2 separate regions of the Mus musculus genome follow, and region 1 is linked to region 2. A link is a contact called in public HiChIP or PLAC-seq data. All regions are on one chromosome and are shown on one strand. Each heading gives the region's core, a stretch centred on a gene start, on an enhancer-like site or on the middle of the called end of the contact. The rest is flanking DNA. Distances are from core to core; before and after follow the strand shown. Region 1 has its middle 49 kb from the start of Gm20149. Region 2 overlaps Ahi1 (Abelson helper integration site 1).

Region 1 (6,363 bases), core at 1,959-4,458, 66 kb after region 2:
CATCTCCTTCTGCAGCAGACAGCTGAAAACTGACCAGCCCTTGGTGTGCATCTGGGGAGTGAAGCAACCAGAGGAGGTGATGACCACCCCAAAATGTTAGCCCTCTTCACGGTGCTGCCACATTCTCAGATTCCTATGTCCTCTCTTCTGAGTATTTCACTCCAGGACTAAAGGAACGAACCTCACCTTCTATGGCAGTTCTTCCAAACACAGCACCTGTACTGCCTGGTTTTATGTGTCAACTTGACACAAGGTAGAGTCATCAGAGGGGATGTACCCTCAGTTGAAGAAATGCCTCCATGAGACCCAGCTGTAAGGCATTTTCTCAATTAATGATCAATGAGGGGAGAACCCAGCCCATGTGGGTGGCACCATCCCTGGGCTGGTGGTCCTGAGTTCTATAAGAAGCAGGCTGAGCAAGCCAGGGGGAGCAAGCCAATAAGCAGCATCCCTCCACAGCTTCTATGTTTGTTCCTGTCTCCAGGTTCCTGCCCTGTTCCAGTTCTGACTTCCTTTGATGAAGAACAGTTCTATGAACGTGTAAGCTGAATAAACATGCCCCCCTCCGCCCCCCGCCAAGTGGCTTTTGATCATGATGTTTGTTGAAGCAACAGAAACCATAAGACAGTGCCCAAGAGCCTCTCTGGAGATAGCCCTTGGGGAATCCACACACTTGGGCTCTCGGTAAGGAGCTCCTGTCCCTGCACCCCAGGTGCTGCCAGTACCCGTGTCACTGACTGCCCTCACAAGATGCTTGTGGTGCGGAGACGGTGAAGGTTACTCCCCGCCACAAACATGGCTTAGCTCTTTCCCCCAGATCTCTCTGACCCGAACCAAAAAAGAAAAATAAGTTCAAAAGTGAAGCAGACATTAAAAAGTAAAAGGGGAGGTGGGGTCTCACTTGGCCTTCCTTTCTGTGGAGAAATTAAGAAACCTTCGTACCAAGCTCCTGAACACTTCCCATTGTCTTAATTCTTCCAAAATTCTTTGATTTGAAGCTCGGTTTTCAACAACTGGCAAATCAAGTAAGAAGTCCATTTCCTTATGGCTCAGCCCAGTTAGAGAGCCAGGGTGGAGAGCATGGAATACCTTATTCCCAGTGTAGAGGGACCCCATTCAAGATTTATGCAGAACTTCAAAGGTCGCCCCTCCCTGCACACACCTCCCCTGGTGTGGGTGTTCCTCTAACCACCCCCAACAGAGTAAGCTTTAGGGAAGCATAATTGTGCTTTTGTCTTGGACTTGGCTCACCCCACCACCCTCTTCTTACTTTGAGATTCCCCTGGCCTGAAGCCCAGGGTGGGGCTTTGCCTTCAGTACTGTAAATAATGGTAATTACCTTTACAAACTCAAAAAAAAAAAAGTTTTCCCAAGGTCAAGAATATCCAAAGTCTAGAGAATTGCTATCACCCTGGTGTGTAGATCTCTCAGTATGAGGGTGGGGATTTAGTCTCTCTCTCCTTCTTGGAATAGCCGAGAGTGTGAGTGTGTGTGTGTGTGTGTGTGTGTGTGTGTGTGTGCCTCTGCGCTGTCAAAGCCAAAGCTTCCATATTACAATGGTGACATCTTTTGAAGCAGAAGCCTAGTCTAGGGGATATACTCCAGGAGGTGTGCTCACCCACCAGGGCCGGGGTGTCTCTGAGAGGCATCTCTCCCCACAGGCTGCTTAAGAGCCTATTGAGCCTGTATCCTTGTGGGGCCTTGCCTCATTAGATTGTCCCACGGCACCGCCCAGTCTCGGTATTTGATTTTCACGAACAATCACTAGCAGCTCTTATCTATGTCTAAGATCAAAATGATTAATGAAAATTCAAAGTTGTGTTTTTCACTCAGCAGCTTTGGGCCCACAGAACCGCATTAGGTCTCGTTTCTAAAGGTTTGACTTACGGAATGGCGTAGATAGCCACAAGTTTCCCTTAATTGTTTTAGTCTATAGATCATCCAGACAAGTATCTCCCACCTGGCTCAATATAGGCTCTTTTCAAAGGCTAAATTAAGACCAAGGACACAGAAGGGTAGCTCGCTGGGCAAACGTGATCGCTGCAAGTTGATCAAGACCCTCAAAAGACGTGTCAGAAGTCAGATTCTCACCGCATGGCTGCAACAGGGAACGGGTAGAGGTCATGCTCTGTGTGGCTGTGAGAGCGTCCCGGAGTTAAAACCAAGAGTGTTCATTTTGTGCTAAGGGACGTTTTATAATGTACCTACCCAGCCGTGAAAACATCTGTAATCCTAACAGCTCACTAACAAGCCACTTTCCTGAGCTCAAAGCCCAGAAGGTCTGGGGTTATCGCGTGCCCTGCCCAGCTCTGGGGCCTTTCTCTAGTATCAGCATGTATCCACAGTCCATCCCACTTCTCTTAGTAGAAGGCTCAATGTTTAGGAAGCAATTCCACCTATGCATTTGGACCTTTTCCAGTGTTTAACTTTTAAGGCGTTGGAGAGTTCACAGCTTTGGCTTATGAGTTTGTCTAACACTGAGCTTGCCCTTATTTTACCCCTCTGCTTGATCCCACTCTGACTACCTCAAGCATCCCTTCAGGATGCCCAGGACAGTACTCTGCAGATGACCTATCCACCTAGACTCCACATACATTTGGCCCTTATATGGAAGACTCACAAGTACCCATGTCTCCATACTCAACTCTGAAGTGCAATCCCAGGAAAGTACACCTGGAGCCTTGCAGGGGACACAAGCAAACTTCGGAGCCACTGAGACATCCCAGCATGCTCTGGGACATGTTCCAAAGCTGGCTTCGCGGTTGTGGCTCCTCTCTGCTAGGGCTTAGCCTGCAAAGTAACTTGTTTGATGGTGAGGGGAACAGCTGCGGTGCAGAGGAGTCAGATTTCTAGGTCAGTAGAGTCAGGCACATCAAGCACCAGGTCGTGGCCCACAGTTCTAGCTTACGTAGGTGTCTCTTAACTAAAAAGAAGTACAGCGGCCTGATCAGCGTGTTCAACATTCGTCCTCATCGTTATCTTCACTCGTGGCGGCTAACACTGGCGTGACACCCTGCTCTGATCCACCTCGAAGGAGTCTTTTCTGAGACCTCAAGTGGGAAGGAACTCTTTCTGAAGCACAGGGCTTTACTATGGAGCCTGGAGGAGAAGAAAGGGTTAAGTCTGCCGGGTAAAACATTGTCAATCACTGGTGCCTGCACCGGGGACAAAAAACAAGCTGCACCTGTACCCCTGCAATTTAAGAGATTCTGGTCAGCTCCTTTCCCCTGGCGCTTTGTTCTGCCAGCTGCCTGTGTGCTTTGGGTGCAGGTGGGAGCATGGACTTTGCTATCTATAAAAAACCTTAATGGTGAAGATCAACTTCCGCTTCACCTCCCCAGGGATCAAAGTATTTGGCTTTCTTTCTTTCTTTTTTTTCTTCTTCTTCCCTTTCCTGAACGACTGATAGAGCAGAGCTCAGAAAAAGAGTGGTTAAGCTATTGAGTCTCCCATGGTCTCCCCAGGAGCAGATCTTTGGTGGGTGCTCTTTTTAAATTCTCTGCTTAGAGGAGAGAAAGGAAGCAAGACAAAGAAAGGCAAGGGGTGACTTGTGCCTTGAAAGAAATGGTGGTTGTGCTGAAAGGGAGTCCAGAGGGCAGAGCCTGGAGAACATCAGGGCTGCCCTCAGACAGGACACTTAGGCTCTGTGGCTTCTGGTGACTTGTGCACTCGCCATACGCCATTGCCTCTGTGGGTACAAATCTTATATCTGGCCATAGTACTTCTCACCACACAATCGTCAACCGAAAAATAAGTATACAAATCCCAGGCATGCGCCTTACCAGTTATTATTGTCTGCATATGCTGTCACTAAATATGAGTTCAGACATGCTGTGATTGTTACAGGCTGACTGGGGACTCCCTGAGATTCATTTGGTGAAGCCCTATGTTTAAGATAGGTCCAACAAGGTGGAAATTTAAAGTTAGGCTATCAGAGTGGGTGTGAATCCACATCTCTAGTATTCTTTGTTTTGTTGCAAGACACGGTTTCTCTGTGTAGCTCCAGCTGTCCTGGAATTCACTCTGTAGACCAGGCTGGCCTCGAACTAACAGGCCAACTGCCTCTGCCTCCCAAATCCTGGGATCAAAGGTGTGTGCCACCACTTGGCTCTACTGGTCTTTCATGCAGAGGAAATAGGAACACACATGCACAGAGGGGGGAAAAAACTTGAAGACACAGCCCGACAGCAGAGAGGTCTCATAACAGAGCTACTGACGCCTTGACCTTGAACATCTAGTTCCCAGAACAGCAAGAAAACAATATTTAGCTGTTGCTTAGGCCACTCTGACTGTAGAATCCTATGCATCGGCACTGTTAAACCAATAAGCATCGAGCCAGACAGCGGCCTAGAGCTGGATGAATTGACAGCTTATTGAAGAACTCAAAATGGCATGCCCTCATGGGCAGGGGAGAAAGAACAGGGACCAGTGGCAACCTTTAACCTCTAACCTTGCCTGTGCTGTGAGAGTCCACCAAAGACCAGCGCATCTTGGGATGTTTCACTACAGCATTACGGCCATTATCAAGGCAAACGGTGGGACCTCACTTCAAACAGGAAGAAAAATCCAGTGCTGACTGGTGCATGGCTAGGAATGGAAGGGATCTAAGAGATCAGACCTTCAAGGTTAAAAGCAAAGGACTGTCCCCATGCAGGTAGTGGAGAAGGAATAGGCCTCGCGAGCAGCAGAAGCAAAGGGCAGCTAGGAGTTCTTCATGATCGCTCCATGGGTTGTCTTCCTGACAGTTGGTCATTTCTTTTTAAGCTGGCTGCCCCACAGATTAACTGCCTCCAAGGAAACAAGACACAATGTAAAAGCTGCTACTCGGAGTTGAACAGGTTAACACAGAGCTGGGAGTAGCTTCTAGGCACTTCATACAGTTAGCTAACTACTGAATCCTCCGATCTGTAGGAGACACTGAAGGACTCTGCCCTGAATCTTGTCTGACTCTCCTGGGACCTTTACTGTCCTGGGTTTTTTTCACCGTGGTGACTAGGGGGAACCAAGCTTTGTTTTTCAAAGAAATGTACAAGAGGCTTGACGTGGTGGTCCAAGATCCCAGCGGAGATCATGTCTTAAAGAACAAAAACTAGATGCAGGACTTTTGTATGTCAGGGAGAAAGAGCTAGGACATAGTGGGTTGTGTGACTCAGAGAGCAAGCTTCTACCTCCACAGGCAAGGATGCCTGTGCACACAGAAATGAGATGAAGTCATATGTGGGGACTGGAGTTGCAGTGGCTCCCAGAAGGAGGTGTGCAGAGTTCAGGCTGGAGTCCAGATGAGGAACATCAAATAGAGAGGCCTTTGGAGGGAGTGGGTTCTCTTGATAAGTAGGACTGCCACCCATATCAAGTATAAGACTGCCAATCATACTGAATCTCAGGTTATTTCCCATGTAGCATTGGGAACATATAGCATTTGTCACACTGCTATAGCAAAGAATCTGTGATGAGGTTGGGAGTGGAGGGGAACGCCTTTGGTCCTAGAAAAAGAACCAAAGGTAGGCTGATCTCTGTGAGTTTGAGGCCAGCCTGGTCGACAGAGCACATTCCAGGCCCGCTAGAGCTACAGTGAGAGGCTGTCCAAAAAAAAAAAAATTCAGTATCTCTAACAAAATTCAAACTTGTCTGGCTGCCCTGAACTTCTATTTGCCAAGCCTGGCAATTACCATCAGCAGGGCAAACAGCAGTTTTAGTGGGAAGGGAAATGGAATCGGCTCCGTGTTGGTGGAGATGGGCCGAGAACTGAGTCATGTTTTCTGGGAAACTGTCCCCATCTTTTGGGGTTGGAACCGAGCGAGCGATCCTTCTGTGCGGTGTGTGGTTTCAAAGCCAGCAGGTTACAGCAAGACCGGATAATCATACGGTACAAACCTGGCATGCTCTCGGCTCGTTAGGCTTTCCTCCCGCCTTAGCCGCTGGTGACCTCTCTAGTTCCCAGGCTGTGTGTTCTGGGTCAAGCTAACAAACTATAGACAAGTGGAAACGCTGAGAGGAATTAGAGTCTGGAAGAGCAAGGAGAAAACAATGGGGGGGGGAGCTCCCCGAACAGCTTTTGTGGAGAGCAGATGCCTTCCCAGGTTCCCAAACTACCACCAACTCAAAGCTCCAGGTTAGACCACAACAGGTACATCTCAGCAAAGGCACCTCTGTGCACTCGATGCTCTCAACGACTGGCATATGGACAGGATCCTTGATTTCCCACTTCTCAGCCCTTAGAATAATTAGCAATAAAATTTTTAATATTTGTAAACCACTCGGTTCACAGTATTTTGTGGTCACCGCCCCTGAAACTCAATATCCCCTTGAACTAAGGCATCTGTCTGTCCACTGCAACGGGATCCAGATGTATTCTGTAGAACA
Region 2 (6,051 bases), core at 3,334-5,833:
ATCATTGTAGACAAATAATGGAGAAAACCTTACTTAAGACCTGGCTCGGTGAGCTGTTACGGAGAGAAAGGGTGTGAAGGACAGTGAACACGGTGTGGAGAAGCACTCGGAGGGCACGGTGAGGGGAGCCACGGACTGTTGAGACTTTAGCTTTCTCTCCAAGTGCCAACTTGAGGTCATCTTTGGGATGTGGTATTAAGATCAAAACAGACATAAAAACTGAGGTAGCATGTCAAGATCTGTTATGAGTACACGGGTTGGCAGGATCACGCTTTGCCCCTCAGATGACCACCCAACAAAACACTCTTTGCAAGCATCTCTTGGGTTTGCTGTCTTCAGAAACAACGCAAGAAGCGTGAAGAAGAATACAAGGTGTTTCTTGTAACCCAACTCTGTTCCCTCTTAAGAAAGTGTCTTTCTATAATAGGTAGCATCAAAACAGGAGAAAGGCATTTTGTTATTAAAGATTTTGTTACATTTGTTGGCTAATAGAGGCCGTGCTATGTAGAAGAGACCGTTTCAGATTAGGGATTAATCCTGCCTTTATTGCTCAGTAAGTCACTAAACTATTTTACCTTCTAATCAGTTTGCAGTTAGCCAAACAGTATGATGGTGCTGCTTGCTGAGATGAAAATCTAAAGCTCCCTAGCCTGCAATGTGGTGGTGTGGGCAAGGGAGAGATGCCTCCCCTTTGCTGGCCACAGCACTCAGGAGAGCTTGCCCTGCACCTGTCCTGGGCAGCAGAATAGAGCTGCCCTAGTGGTGTGGGTGCAGGTGGGCCAGCCTGAGGGTATGAGAGCGGGAGAGCTGGCCCTGCCTACCCATTGTTGGCTTTGGCAGGAGAGCTGGCCCTGCCTGCCCATTGTTGGCTTTGGCATTGGGTGATAGTCCAGGCAGTGCTGGAGAGCTGGCTCTGGTTGTGTGGGTGTGGAAGAACTGGTGAGCTGACCAGCCTCGATACCACCCAAGCCCAGATCCAGGGCTTTGAGTTGGCCCCATGCCATTATCTACCCCATCTATGCACTGCGTGAAGAAACTGGTCCTGCACCTCCAAAGCCGCAGGATCTCCATGACTCAGAGCAACAAGATATCAGAGAGGAGGCTGGTAGGGATCCAGTATTGATAGTGTAGCAGAAGCCAGAGGCCTCGAACCAGACCAGTGACTCACTGCAATAAACATTTGCAAGGAAAGATATGAGGACAAAAGGATGTACTGTCGGATAGTGCAGTTTCTTTGGTTTTAGTTTTGGTTTTGGGGGGCGAGTTGCAAGGGTGGAGAGCAGATATCAGTGGACAGAGAGATGAGTGGGGTTGGGTGCATGATGAGAAATTCACACACAATCAATAAAAGGATAAATAATAATAAATGTTGCAATTATTAAAAAAAAAAAACTAAAAATCTGGGGTGACTTGGTAGCTGACCGTGCGTGTCTGGTGCGGTTGGCGTGCTTGGGGCCCTGGGTTTGAGTCTCCTTTAATTATTAAAATAATTAGATTTTGGAGCTTACCCTCAGAGAATCAGCAGGTTTTGTTGTTGATAGAAAAAGACAAGAAATATTTAAATATTCAGTGATTTTTGAACTGAGGTGTTTTTTTTTTTTTTTAAGTTAGTGCATACTAAAAGAGAAGAGCTTTAAATTTGAGGAGCAGGGACAGCCTGTGAAGACGTTCATACAGTTAGTAGAGGCTAGCAAGCCTGGTTTTCTTGCTGCTCAATGATGATTCTAGAGATCTGTTATGGTAGCATGCAAGGTGAAATCAATTATAAAATGATTGATAAAATGTAGGGAGTACTGTTTTAATTTTTTAGCATTAATACAACAATAGTAGCTCATAAATAATTAGCAGTATTTTTTAAGTTATAAAAATGAGGTCAGGATGAATAAATGCATGTGTTAGACAGCTGGTCATGCCATCTCATCTAATTAAATGAATTTAATTAGATTAGATTCTGTCATCTCTCAAGTCCAGCAGAGATGAAGAATCCCTTCCGAAGCTGCTGTCCACACCGTTCTTTTCCTGTTTCTGATCAGCAGTCAGCACGAGAGAACTGAGAATGACGGATTTCGTACTCGGAGTTCTCTGGTCATGCTTGGATATTTGTTGCTTGGATTGTCCTTCAATGGGTCATAGTTTGTATTTCCTTCCCCAAATCCTGAGACTTCACTTGTTAGGTTTTCCTTTGTATTTGGAATCTCTAAAACTTGAGTTTGAGCTGTTGTACATTAAGAGTGTGAGTTACTGTTTCACTTCCCAGGAGAACATTTAAGTAAGTAACCAGCGATTGATGTTAATCTACTAGTTAAGTATTCAGATTTAGCCTCCATTTATTATAGTAATTAATTTTAATAATGGTATTATAATTCATTAATTATTTTAACTCTGCTGATAATTTGTAATATATTGTATATGTCATTTCTTAGTTTTTAATAACATTTTTCCAACCTATGCATGGTAATCCCCATGATTATTAAATTCATCCCAGTGTTTCCAGAGGATAGATCATGAATGCAAACCTTTCTTATCTAATCAGCAGATTCAAATGAGTGGTGGGTCTGCCCATTGTTTCCTAGCCGATTATGTTCTAAGAAAAGTCATTTTATTCAATATTTTAAGGTACATATGGTTTCAGCCTTACAACTTTAAACCTCCCCCCATCTGTTCAAAGTAGGAAATTTACTCTAAATTCTTATCTCTTAGCCACTTCTTTGTATGGTAGTGTTTCTTCTCTTCAAAAACCTTCAAAGTATATTGCAGCATTTGCCCAGTGGTATACAACCAGTGAAAAATAAAAGCATATAACTGAAAACTTTAAGCTGTAGGAAAACTTTAAATAAGATCTGATGACTAATGAATATGAAAACTTTGTAACCCTACATAACCAAAGTGTGAATTCAATTTTTTATAAGTATACATAATTGCAATATTTATTTTTATCACATATCATCTTAGAATTCTGCTTGAAATTCTCTGCCAAGACAGAGAAAAAAGACTAGAAAACTAAATACTAGTGACTCCCAGCTGGAGGTGAATTATCTTGCCCCAGGACATTTAAAGATACCTGGAGATTTGGGGGATGCTATATCAGCATCAGGGATAGACGTGCAGGACACTATGAAACATTCCGCAAAGCATGACAGCATCCCTGCCACTCCAAATAGCTAACCTACCTGAATTGTCCACAGTGCTCTCGCTGAGGACACTGGTGACACACAGAGTTAGAAACCATGCTCATCTCTGGTGAGGGTTCCAAAACAGTAGGCTATGTGAGGAGTAGTGAATTCACACTTGATGATATTCTGATACCTACCATGTGTAAAGCCTTCTAGTTGGTGTGTTAATCAGTTCTTGATTTGTCCTGTTTATACTCTGGAGATTTGTGGAACTATCAGACTATAACATCTTGAATGGGAAGTTCAAATGTAAAATTGGAAGGCTAGGGCAGGTATAACAGAGCTACTACATATGTGACAGAAGTAAATATAACAACCAATCTGACAGGAGATGTTCTGTCTCACAGTTGTGTAGTGGGACACTGATTGCCATGACAACGTTGCTGTGAGTGGGTGTGGGGTCCTCAGAGCTTCTGTGACTCACTGCCAGTCTTCCTGGGAAGGCTTTAGATTCACCTTTGACACCGCCAGCCTTTCTGTTGTTAACCTTCCGCAGAGCTCTCTGGTTCTGTGTTCTGCCTCACAGCTGATGGGTTGCCCGGTTCTCTCTGATAACTTCTCATCGTTCTGTGCCGTGGGTGGGTGCATTGCATCCTGCTAAGACTTCCAGAGTTTCTGTTCGGAGGTTTCCTGTCTTCGGTTGCTTTTATTCGCTTCTGTGTTTTTCTTCATGCCAATGGCTTTTCTTTATTTGTTGTAAATTTCTAAAGATGAAGGACTAGTTGTATGACTTACCTATTCTAATGTGTGGACAGCTGTAATCTCACTCATTCATTTGCCCACGCATACTTATTAAAACTTTACATTTGTGGCTAGGACAAACAATGTGCAGTTTATATTTAGGATAAACAAGAAAACTATGTCAGGACACTTGCCAAAGTGAGAACAGCTGGCTGGGGCTGCACGCTAGCAGCCTTCGCTCTTCCAGTGTTACTTTTGGAGACTGCTTCTGCTTCTCCTGGCTGCCCCCAGGAGAAGTGCTGGGCAAACCCCTGTTATTTAGGGCTTTCAGCCTACTTGGCTTTTTTTCTAACCTTCGAATCTTTATTTATCCCAGGGTTCTTTCAGTTTGACTTCGACCAGATGTGCTGGTTACAGGTTCATAGCTTTTATCATAGCAAAGATGACATCCACATGAACGACCTCACACACTCCAAAGGAAAGTCTGTCCCTACATGTTCCTAGACATTTTCCATTGTATGAAAGTTTAACATTTCTAATATATTCTTTTCAAGCTTACCAGTGGCCCTCGCAGCTGCTAATGCCAGTGGCCAGTTCTTCTCCTTATCTTCCTTGACCGATCACCAGCTTTGAATACATCTGGTTACTTCCTAATGCGTGGTTTCCTGGACACCACACTCTGTTGGGTTTTTTCTTATCTTGCGAGTCAGTCCTCTTTCTTTCCTTATGCTAGATGCTTCCTGGTCCCTGACAGGCTTAAATAGACTGTTCCCCCACAGCTCTGCTCTTTCTTCCCCTGCATATGCCAGCATCTTTGGTACTCAGGTAGCAGTGACTGTCTGATGTCTTAGACTTATCCTAGTCATCTTTCCTGAGCTCCAGTTGTGCGCAGTCCATTATTGTAGCCCCTGAGCCTCATGTGAATGTTGAGTACATGAAATATCACTCGTGTGACTTAGGAACTCAAACCTTAATTTTAACACTGTGCATGGCCTGTGGGTACTGTATAGACTTCAGTTCTCTTCTGTCTACTTCTACTCAAGTCTATATCTGATCCCAAGAAAATCATTTGGTAAAGGATTGTTGCTTTAATTGGATGTGAGTAATGCTCTTAATTACAAACTTCCTTAGTTAAGAGTTTAGGATCTTTTATCAACATGACTCTGACACTATTACTAAAAGAAAGCGTTTGTAAATTCTACACTCCGGAGGCAGAGGCAGGAGGATCCGGAGCTAAAGATCAGGAGGGAGTTTGAGGCTAGCTTGGCCAGCAACTTTCACAGAAATTGTGTTTATCTCCTACTTCTATCAGTTAGGTCAGAGCATGAGAGTCTAGTAGCAGTTAGCAGAGAGAATTTAGTCTGTACATAAGCTATGGCCTTGAGTGGTCTTTTTTATATTAGAGATGAAAAGTAATATTTACTTTTCAAATAAAAATATGTAAAGTTCTCTAATTTTCCACTACATTTTAGAAAGGGAAACAAAGCCCTGTGTTCAATGACGCACACTTCAGGAATCTCGTCTGAATTCTTCCTCAAATGATCCATGGGTATTATTTCAAAAGAGAGCTTTGTAGGTGTACTGACTAAAACTGTTAGGCGGCAAAACCTCTTCCGTTCCATCAGCTGAAGCGGAGGACTGAATAATCAATCAGGCCAAAGTGCTCCGTGCCTGTGAGTTAGCACTGTGCCTCCAGGGAGGAAGAGAGGGGACTTTGGTTCACTCAAGGCGGGGTGAGAGGAGCAAGGAGAGGAGGCTCTGGTAAAATGGCTGAGTCATGTTGACATGAGAACAAGACTTTCACTGTCTTAATAGGCTTTCTTCAACCATTGATTGCATTTTACCATCTTTATAGTTTTCAAATGAAGTTGACAACTTCGCATATTTTCACATAATAAGGCATATAAATTAATATTAGAATTCATTTCAAAGTACTCAAATTTAGGACAAGTTGTTCTTTACTTTCTTTTCTGATAATAAACTTACTGCGTGTTTTTTTAAAGAAAATGAGTACAGCCTTGTCCTCAGGCCACTCGTTCACTGCTCGCAGCTCCCATGATGCTTTGCGGTGAGAGCCTCCCCTCCCCTCCCCCCTCCCAGCCTTGTGCAGCCGGCACTGCTAGCATTTCCCACCAGTGTTTGTAGCAACCATTCTGATTCTACAAATGGGAAGGTTTTTTTTTTAAGTATTTTATTT

Evidence for each region. HiChIP or PLAC-seq counts read pairs in DNA pulled down with a chosen protein or histone mark.
Region 1: a contact with region 2 is called in an H3K4me3 HiChIP or PLAC-seq map of the SCID.adh cell line, with 17 read pairs. The contact joins two enhancer-like sites. A contact is called at or near these places in 3 of 484 Hi-C or Micro-C datasets (the N1E-115 cell line, cardiomyocytes and nephron progenitors) and 5 of 115 datasets of contacts at active chromatin or transcription factors (CD8 T cells, the SCID.adh cell line and embryonic stem cells).

What each region holds. Positions count from the first base shown.
Region 1 is chr10:21,089,898-21,096,260 of GRCm38.p6, forward strand. No RefSeq gene overlaps it. Among named protein-coding and RNA genes, the nearest start is that of Gm20149, 49 kb to the left of the region's middle. Within about 2 kb of position 3,209, at least 47 of the 459 cell types and tissues checked have an H3K27ac peak or open chromatin away from gene starts, as enhancers often do. A contact at or near this core is called in the SCID.adh cell line, where this site is marked.
Region 2 is chr10:21,022,443-21,028,493 of GRCm38.p6, forward strand. All of the region lies in intron 18 of Ahi1 (Abelson helper integration site 1), which reads left to right. Among named protein-coding and RNA genes, the nearest start is that of Gm20149, 19 kb to the right of the region's middle. Within about 2 kb of position 4,584, at least 51 of the 459 cell types and tissues checked have an H3K27ac peak or open chromatin away from gene starts, as enhancers often do. A contact at or near this core is called in the SCID.adh cell line, where this site is marked.